Linked DNA regions of Rattus norvegicus: all the other regions are linked to region 2. The links are chromatin contacts, called in public Hi-C maps. All regions are on one chromosome and are shown on one strand. Each heading gives the region's core, a stretch centred on a gene start, on an enhancer-like site or on the middle of the called end of the contact. The rest is flanking DNA. Distances are from core to core; before and after follow the strand shown. Region 1 holds the start of Septin2 (septin 2). Region 2 holds the start of Stk25 (serine/threonine kinase 25). Region 3 holds the start of Ing5 (inhibitor of growth family, member 5).

Region 1 (3,105 bases), core at 97-2,596, 160 kb after region 2:
TTCTTTACTGGGCTGTGGTGCTCTGAAGGGAAAAAACCTTCTAGATGGAAAAATTGAAAAAAGGCAGGACAGCCCTTACAACTAAGAAAATCATCACCAAAATTAGATATAAAACCACACACTGACAGTTTGTATGGGTATTACAAAGAATTCCTGAATGGCACCTACCAAAAAAGCCATTGACAATAAGGAGTCTCAAACTAGAAGCATCGTGAAGAAACAGCTTTTATGACCCCTACAGAACCCTGTTTTCCTTATGTTTACAAGACAGATTTAAAAATGTATCTGAGATACTAAAACAATTTTCGCTACGAAGGAAATACTTGAGGACCTAAGACTTAAATCCCTTGCTAGGCAGTAGGGACCCCAATACTTGACGCCAGAGAAACACCTAATCTGTCTAAAGGATATCGAATCCAGAGTCCTGAATAACAAGCAGCAATTAGGACGGAACTACACAACAGATAAGGAGAAGACAGAGAATGTGCGAGTTTAACTACGCTCCAGACACGAGGAGTAAACTGGATTAAGGCCAGTCATAGAGGCCACAGTGGTTTGAACTAGAAGTTCTATGTGTTAAGAGTCTGCTAAGGTAGTACAGGACCAGGCAAGGCGCCACTAACAAATGAGACCGGAAGATACAAAAGGGTCAGTCAGGCGTGGTCTGGGCCTACGGTCCGCTTCAGAGTTAGACTTCATCGCTTCTCCTTTAACGGCCTCCACTACAAGCTCCCTTTCCCCGGTCACTTATACTGCTGCAGCCCTTTGTCTACCTCGGGGAAGGCCACAGCAGACAAGACCACTCTCTTCAATGAGCCTATCACTACCTCCAGTTGGAGAACTTCATTAACATCCCAGGATGACTAGTCTTTCACATCCTCAGGACGAAATGGCACCGTTAAGTGAGAAGATGACCACACAAGCACAAGTGCTTCGTAGATACGAATCTAATGCTGCCTCACCCAACTCCATCCGCCAACGTTAAACGCCCGACTCTCCACTACTGTGCGCGGTAACTTCATAGGGGCCAGCCACGCCCGCCCCGATGTCCTGAACCTGGCCAGTAGAATCACCCAGATGGGGGCCGCCTGTCCAGTTGTCCTCAAAGGGACGACACCGGCCAGGCATCCATCGCTGGAGCCACGGACTAAGGGCGCGGCCGCCCCTCCCCCACGCGCTCCACTTCCGTACTCGTTATCACAGCCTGAGCGGCCGGGGCGAGGAGAGAACTCTAGCACTTCCTCTGGACGGCCAGCCGGACTCGAGCCCGAGCGACAGTGGGTTCACATTGCCCCACACTTACCCGCTAACACGCCAGAGAATGCCCGTCAGGCGACAGCACGGACCTGCCCCGCCCAGCAGCGCGCGCGAACAGATTGCGTCATCGCGCCGTCCCGCCCCTTGCCAACTCCTTCCTGGGCCCCGAGTAGTCCCCTCCCCCGCGGTTGCTAGCAGAGCGCAAGCGTGGACAGGATCCTCTCGTCCGCCTCTGCGCAGGCGCTGTGCCCCTCCCACGGCGGTTGGCCATATAGAGGCTGGGGGCGGGGGGAGGTCAAGCGTAGCCTCTTCTCCTTTACCAAGATGGCGTCTTGTTCCTGTTTCGCCACAGTTCCTACCTTATGAGCTTGGATTCCTCACGCTAATAAAAGAGGAGCAGGTAATGAGATTATCCGCTTTGTGGGAAACTAGAGTTGGGGGAAGGATATTTATTAGGAAAGAATGAGGTGTCCACTGAGAGCGAGAGACAACCGGGGGCGGGTAGGTGGAAGCGTGAGTGCGGAGCAATGAAGGGGAGGGAGCCCTTTGCCTCTGCCCTTTCCTCCAGGAAGATGGCGGCAGCACCGAGCTAGGAGCACCGAGCGGGGATAGGCAGGCGCCTCTGACTTGCCGGCGGGCATCTCTAGCCGCCTCCCGGGCCGTCTCTATGGCAGGCTGTCATCCCGGTATTGGCTACGCGCTGGTCACGTGGGTTTGACCCCCCACCACCACGCTCACCATAGAGTGGTGCTTGTCCCTGGGGACGTGGCCTTCCTGTGTGGTCGTGAGCCCATGCCCCGCGGGGGAGGGCGGAGCCGGCACGGCCCCCTACCCTCTTTCAGTCTGGGGCGGGCGGTGAGATCTGCGGCATTCCCTGCTCGCTGCGGCCGGCTTGAAGCTAGCTGGGAAGGTGCAGTACTGGGCTGCGGCCTGGCTCGGTTGTCCTTCCCTCTATCCCAGGAGGTCCCCTAGCTGGTCAGCGATCGTAAACTCCTACCTAGGCCTTGCACCAAGGCCTTTCTATAGGAAAACACCCTAGAGTACCTCGCCTGAGAAGAGATAGCCATCGCGCGACCCTAGTGGGTGATGCGCACAGTGTCGGTATTCCAAGCTGTTTTGACACATGCCTTGTTGTGAGGAGGTGTTTTTTGTGCGTTATTACTTTGAAAAGTATCCCGGTGCTCGAGGCTACACTGTATATCCTGTCTGAATTAGAAGGTTGAAGGTTCGACTGGGCATGGTGTTTGCATACGGTAGAACTGTGAACCGAAAGAGGCTGACTTGGGTTTTATTATGCTTACAGACAAGGATAAAGTCTGGGGAAAACTGGAGGGTTATAATCTTCATTTATAACTTGGCTCGCCCTTCAGCTTTGGGTTTTGCTCCATACTCACCTTAAGAGCTCAAGCAATGACTTCACATATTTGTTGGTGTCCGTTTGAAGAGTCACTTTTTTAGCAAGTAACTTTCTGAAATCCCGTTAAGTCAATCACAGAATTTTGTTTGAGGCTAGTAGTAGCCATACTCTACAAGCTAAATTTTTATTATGGAAACAGATGTGCATATGGAAACACTGGGTGAAACCTATTGCTTATGCTTAGCTTTTGAACATTTAAAGTACCCATAGGCTAAAATGTTAATTATGTTAGATACTGGGATACTTAAAAGCAGTTCTTTAATGTAGCTGAAAGGGGCTTTGGGTTTTTGTTTTGTTTTGAAGCGAATTACTACTTATGGATTCAAAACAACTCTTAATCTATTATGACAGCTTTAAATTTAGAGAAAATGGAACCTATCTTTCCCGTTTCAGGAATAGTATTTGAAAGCCACAGTTAAGCAATTTCCAAT
Region 2 (3,101 bases), core at 63-2,562:
GTCATTTAGCACATAGCCCCTCTGTAACTCCAGCTCCAGGAGATCCAAGTCTTTTCAGGTCTCAGTAGGTTCCTGTTCACATGTGACATACACACATGTGTACATATAAAAAGTCTTAACAGAGTAGACCTTGCCAAATGTCAGACTTAGTTATAGGAGGGATCGGGAATGGACCCATACTGTCAGGCTACCCTGAAGACCATCTTAGAGATGGTCTTTTTCAAAGGCAATAAAAATAGTTGTCCGCCCCCCTCCACCTCCACTATTGTTTATGCCTTGGGGGGACCACAGTGCTTCAGGACCCAGTGCAAGGCCTGTTTGTTGGAAGTCTATTTTCTTCTGGGGAGAAACACAGCAAACAAAACCTAATCGACATGTAGTAAAGCTTGGAGAGTCAGATGCAAGTCTTGGATGCAAGGTTTAAGAAGGCCCCGGATGGTGCCCAAGACGAAAATCCACCAGAGAACAGAAACAAAAAGCCTTCGTGAGCTGGGGAGTGGGGACATTATGGTGATTTGCACTGAGCCATCATAGGTGTTGATTCAGCAGAAAGGACACAGTACTGAGTCAAATCTCCCTCCAGTGGAGCACTAAGAGACTGCATAGAAATGGTCACTGCTGACAGGGTCACTCGGTTTGAATTCACAGGACGAAGGGCATCTTCCAGCGTTGGGAAACCATGCTGGATCACACAAGTCTTCCCAGAACCAGGTCATGTCCTGGGGGCATACGATTACACCTTTTCAGATAGGGAAACTGAGGCAGGAGAGAAGCACTTGCCCAAGACTTCTCTAAGGGTGTGTGTGTGTGTTGCTAAGTGCAGACAAAAGGGTGGCACTGCGGTTAAAGCTGAAGCACCAAGACCTGAGGGTAATATGGGTTTGCACTCAAGGTACATAGTATGGGTGGGTCCCAGAGACTGAGCAAACAGAGCTGGGAAAATAAGAAGAGGGCTGAGGATGGGTGGGTGGGGTTTGAAGACGTAAGGCAACTGCGCACGCGCTGCACCCGTCACACCGCGCGGCCTGACGGCAGGGGCGGCCCAGCCCGGGTTGTCTCTCAAGGTTCGGATCTAGTCTGTGGCGTATTATTGCCTCTCCACACGACCTCCCACCGCATGTTCTCCTGGGACATGTAGTCTGACGCCATCAGGGCCTCAGAGCACTTGCGTAACTCCGAAGCCTACCGCGCAGCCTGCTGGGACTTGTAGTCTCAATTTTGCGTGCCTGGGGTACCCGGCGTGCTGCGGGACTCCTAGTCCCACAGAGCTTCGCGCTCGCCACGACGTCCTGCTCAGAGCCGCTGCCTCCACCTCACGGGCTGGGAGGCCTGGGCGTTCCGGGAGACCGAATTGCGGTGTGAGCCGCCGTGGGGACTGCGAAGCGGGCCGGGAGTCCGGGATGGAGCCGCCCGGAGGTGGGCGCTGCCAGCGGGCCTCGCCTGAATGTTGGGGAGGCTGGGCACGCCCTGGGGGCGGGTCAGGGGCCCTGGGCGCGGGACCGGAGGTCGCGGGTGAAGGGACGCCACGGAACGGCTCCCCCGGCCGCTGTTGACCCAGCGGCCTGCGGTTTCTTGCAGGTGCTTGAGGCGAGCGGGTGGAGCGGCTGCGACGGACTGGTCACGTCAGCGGGGACATGGCTCACCTCAGGGGCTTCGCGCACCAGGTGAGTGTGGGCGTCGGAGCGGATTTGTCCACTTGGGGCGGGAGAGGGGCGGAGGCCGAATGCCTCGGGGCGCGTCTTCGGGCCGTTGTAGCTCTGGCCTGCGCGGCGGAGCCAGCGCCTGCGGAAGACATGAACCACAGGGAGGGAAGCTCTGCTATGTGAGGGGTTCTGCTCTGGAGCTGGTGTGGACAGGTGCAGGAGCCTGCCCTGGGCAGAACCTGCTTGACCCAAGCTCGGAGCCCCTTCCCAGAAGATAGACTTTTCCTTTCTTGGCTAACGGATGGAACCCCAACATGGAACTGCATCAGCAGGGAGATGGGGGCTGCATAGGGGTAGAGGGCTCGGTGGTTTGCTCTCTGGACCCCTTTTCTCGCCTTTATTTATTTATTGTTGTTGTTATTTCAAAGCAAATAGGACAGCCGTTAGTGAAGTAGAATATCTTGCCGGCTGGTTTTCTCTGGCTTTAGCTGTGGGATTTGCTTTTTAAGGGCTCGGTTTGGTTAGGCTTCGGCTTGACAGTTGCACAGTGAGGGAATCAGTTCTTGAGGACAGTGCAACCGACGTCCCCCCCCCCCCCCACCGCCCCCTTCTCCCTGCATCCTTGAGAACTGGGTGTGCAGACAGGAAGCGTGTCCATCCGCTGCTTGTGGGCAGGAACTGGAAGCAGGGCTCCTTGGAGGAAACCAAACCAGCCTGGAAGACTCCTCACAGCTGTTGGGTAGGGCTTTTGTCCCAGCTGTCACAGATGGGATCCTGCGCTTGCTAACTGATGCTGAGTTAAGCTAACACATTTTTAATACATTTTTGACATTTCGCCTCTAATTATATAACACACTGAGAGAAAAAAAAAATCTGCCTCTGGTTTATTTTTAAGACGCTTAGGCTTCGCTCCTGTAGGCCCCCAGGATGACAAATTGGAACTATGAACTGTGAAGGAGTAGAGAGATGATGGCTAGTGGACCTTTCTCAAAGAGAAAAAAAAAACACCCTTTTGTCTCTTTAGAGGCCTATGTCCAGTGTAGACTTACTTGGCTTCTGAGATTGACACAAAACCTTTGTAGGGCTGTTTTCTCCCAAGATGGCTGCCATGGAGTCCTATGAAACTGTTCCTTTTGTGTGGTAAGGCTTGTACTTTCTCCGCTTCTGCCTTAGATTACCTTTTACCTAGCCAGTTCCTGCCCATCTCTGGGAGGAGCATGGTTATGGGAAAGTTCTGTGTGACTGTGGTGGTAGTTGTGGATGTGTGTTGAGTTGTTCCTCTTGTTTTGGGTAGGTGATCCACAGCAGGCATGTTGGCAGATAGGCCAGAGGCTGTAGGTATAATATCTCCAGGACAGAATGGAGAGAGTATGGGTGAGGTTGTAGGTATAATATCCCCAGGACAGAATGGAGAGTGTATGGGTCTCAGTTGTTCAGAGTAAGTTAAATGGCTTGAGT
Region 3 (3,139 bases), core at 403-2,902, 150 kb before region 2:
AAGACACTGTTCTCTCAGCAGGGCCCAACATACCAGTCTCTAGCCACACACAGCCATGAGCACTGGAAAGGCAAGCAGAGGCACTGAGCAGTCCTCCAGTTCCTATAGGTGAGAGTGAGCTGCTTGTCAATCAAACCCCTGGTGCTTTTCTGCCCACCCTGCATCCCCTGGTGCAGATTATGTCTTAATCCTTAAGTTTACAGCAGGCTCCAGCTGCTCCCTAGGTCTTTCTGTGCTCAAGTATCTCCACAGCCCACAAGGCCAGCATTTTAGGGCTACATCTTATAAGACTTGCTGTTTTAAGCCTGTAACTTCCTGTCTACAGCTTTACTCCTGTGACCCTGGCAGTATTTACCTTTCTACCCCCTGGTGGACCTCTCTACTCTCTGACAGAGGGACCCTTATCTGCAGTTTCCGGATCTTTATTTACCCCCACGCCTTAATATTGTGAGCTTTAAAACGATTTAACAAGGGCTAGAGAGATGGCTCAGTGGTTAAGAGTGATGACTGCTCTTCCAGAGGTCCTGAGTTCAAATCCCAGCAACAACATGGTGGCTCACAACCATCTATAATGTAACCTGATGCCCTCTTCTGATGTGTCTGAAGACAGCTACAGTGTACTCACATACATTAAATAAATAAATCTTTTTTAAAAAAAGATTTAACAAAACGTGTGTTCCAATTAATCAGTGAGTTGAAGAGAAATATTGAGTTGTGAATGGCACAGGGTAGGTGGGGGCAGACAGGGACCATCACACGATGCCAGCAGTGAAATGAACTCGCCTTGAACTCACCGATCAGAATGCCCACTGGATGGACATCAGAATAAAAGTTCACCTTGCAGTCCCACTGCCCAGGCCCAGGTAGAAAATGGACGCCCCATTGGTTTGATCCACCTCCCTCCAAAGGGTTTCAATTCTTCCACCTCCCTCCAAAGGGTTTCAATTCTTCCACCTCCCTCCAAAGGGTTTCAATTCTTCCACTAAAGAGTGAGAAATAATCCTCCTCCTAATTTTTATCGGGAGCCAATCTCACCGTCTATAAATAAACGGAGTTACCAATGCCCAGGACGTCAAAGGTCAACCCGTTATACAGGGCATCCTCCCTTGCCGGGCTAGCTTTGATAGCACAAGTTCCCTCGAAAAACGCACCCCACTAGCCTAGAGCTCCTCCCTACAGCTCCACAGGCAAACACAGTAGCTTTGGCTCTCTACAACCGATCTTAGCACAAGCAGCAGGTGAAGAAGAGGCGGACCTCCTCGCAACCCAGTCCTAAGTAGAGAGGAGGGGAGAGGGGCGTGGTCGGCGTCAGGGGTGTGGCCGAAGCGGAGAAGGCGGGCTGAGCCGCAGGCCACACCCCTCCGTGACGCACCTGGAATTGGCGCGGCGGAGGCGGCGGGACCCCCGCGCCGCGCCCCACGCCCTCCATCCGCGGCCCCGCCCCAGACCGACCGTGAGACCCCCCCCTACAATCCCCATGATCTGTCCCCATCCTCCTCCGCATCCCGGAGCCCCGAACGATTCGCGATGGGCCGAGAGCGGCGGCGGCGCGGACCCGCGCGGGTGGCGGCTCGGCCAGAGTGCTTACTGTCCAGATAGTGCTCCAAGTACATGGCAGTCGCCATCTTCGCTGCGGCCACGCTCGGGGTCTGCGCGAGCGGGCGGTGCCGCGGTCTCGGGGCGGGGCGGCGCCGCGCGCTCACTATTCATGAGCCGCGTGCTCCGATTGGCCGGAACGGGGGCGGGGCATGTCGGGGGTCCACCCCTATGCTTCCGGCCTGCTGCGGTCGCCAGATGGCGCTGTGGGGCTTGCCCTGAGAGAATGTGGGTGGGAGATGGGCTCGATTCGCAGTTTGCAATGTGGAAGGTACTTCTCTGGCTCCAGCCGATTTCCAATCCCTGATGGTGCCCTGTCGAGCTCTAGGCAAGGCACCGCGCTTGCACGTGTGCTGGCTCCACGCCTGACAGCCGATACCTGCCGCTCTGCCCGCGTTGCCTGGGGTCTGGCCGGACCAAGAGGCGACACCAGCCGCCTGTGGTTTCTCCTGGCTGAGTGGGCCTCCTCTCCGGCATCGGTTAACATCGATGCTCTTTGTGGCTGTCTAGTCCCGAGGGGGCGTGGCCACGCTGACTAGCACTTCGTGAAGAAGCCACGCACGCCTGGGTGCCTGCAAAAATACATTTTACATTCCTACGACAACTCTGTTACACTTAATGAAACAATACTGCTACATTATTATCTAAAGTCCGTGGTTACCATAGAGTCCATTCTTGGTGAGGTCTAATATTTCTGACAAATACATATTAGTATCTCCCTTTTAGCATCCTGAAGAATATTTTCATTGCCTTTAATTCCTCCGGTCCACTACAATATAAGACACTCAGGCGCGCGCGAGCGCACACACACACACACACACACACACACACACACACACACGTAATCAATAAACATTTTTTCTGTAGCTTTGTTTTACTAGGATGTCATGTAGTCGCGTTTTGCAGTATATAGTTTTTTCAGACTGGCTGCATTTATCATGCATTTCTGGTTCTTCCATGTCCTAATGAGTCTTGATGATTTACTTTTTACTTAAATTATGCCACCGTGTAGCTACCAGTTTATCGGTTTGCCTGTTGGAGGACGTCTTAGCTGCCTCCATATTTAGGCAATTGTGACTGGAGCTGATACAATCAGTGTGCAGGTTTTTCTGTAGACAGTTTCCAGTTCATTTGGGTAAACAGTGACCTTATGTTAAAAGTAGAGTGGTTTCCTGAGAAACAGCCAAGCTGTCTTCCTTTCTTTGCCTTCTCATCTGCTCTAACAGTTTCCTTTGCTTCACATGCTGTATGGTTAGCCTGGTAGATTCGGGCTATTCTCGAAGAGATGTGAAATTATCTTCTTTTAATGTATGATTACTAACAATATGTTTATGTTGAGCATGTTTACATATGTGTCCGGCATCTGAACATCTTTGACTGGACGTTAGTTCGAATGTCTGTATAGACCTTGAACAAGTGCTGGGGTTATAGGCTATGTCACTCACTATAACTAATTTATTGTGTGCTGGGTATGGGATTCAGGTCTTTGTTCGTGTTAGGAAAGTGCTCTATCGACTGAGTACTTCCCTAGCCAGTCTTTTTT

Evidence for each region. A called contact is a pair of places that touch in the nucleus more often than the background predicts.
Region 1: a contact with region 2 is called in a Hi-C map of liver, with 6 times the contacts expected there. The contact joins the promoter of Septin2 here to the promoter of Stk25 in region 2. A contact is called at or near these places in 2 of 12 Hi-C or Micro-C datasets (liver and psoas muscle).
Region 3: a contact with region 2 is called in a Hi-C map of liver, with 4 times the contacts expected there. The contact joins the promoter of Ing5 here to the promoter of Stk25 in region 2. A contact is called at or near these places in 5 of 12 Hi-C or Micro-C datasets (Schwann cells, frontal cortex, liver and 1 more) and 1 of 1 datasets of contacts at active chromatin or transcription factors (oligodendrocytes).

Annotation. Positions count from the first base shown.
Region 1 is chr9:101,463,858-101,466,962 of GRCr8, reverse strand. Septin2 (septin 2) reads right to left here and starts at 1,346. Exons shown (of 13, transcript NM_057148.2): 1 at 1,304-1,346. Hdlbp (high density lipoprotein binding protein) reads left to right here and starts at 1,584. Exons shown (of 28, transcript NM_172039.2): 1 at 1,584-1,657.
Region 2 is chr9:101,619,570-101,622,670 of GRCr8, reverse strand. It overlaps Stk25 (serine/threonine kinase 25), which reads left to right and starts at 1,312. Exons shown (of 12, transcript NM_184049.1): 1 at 1,312-1,416; 2 at 1,579-1,664. The coding sequence starts at 1,635.
Region 3 is chr9:101,772,409-101,775,547 of GRCr8, reverse strand. It overlaps Ing5 (inhibitor of growth family, member 5), which reads right to left and starts at 1,652. Exons shown (of 8, transcript NM_001394332.1): 1 at 1,589-1,652. The coding sequence starts at 1,625.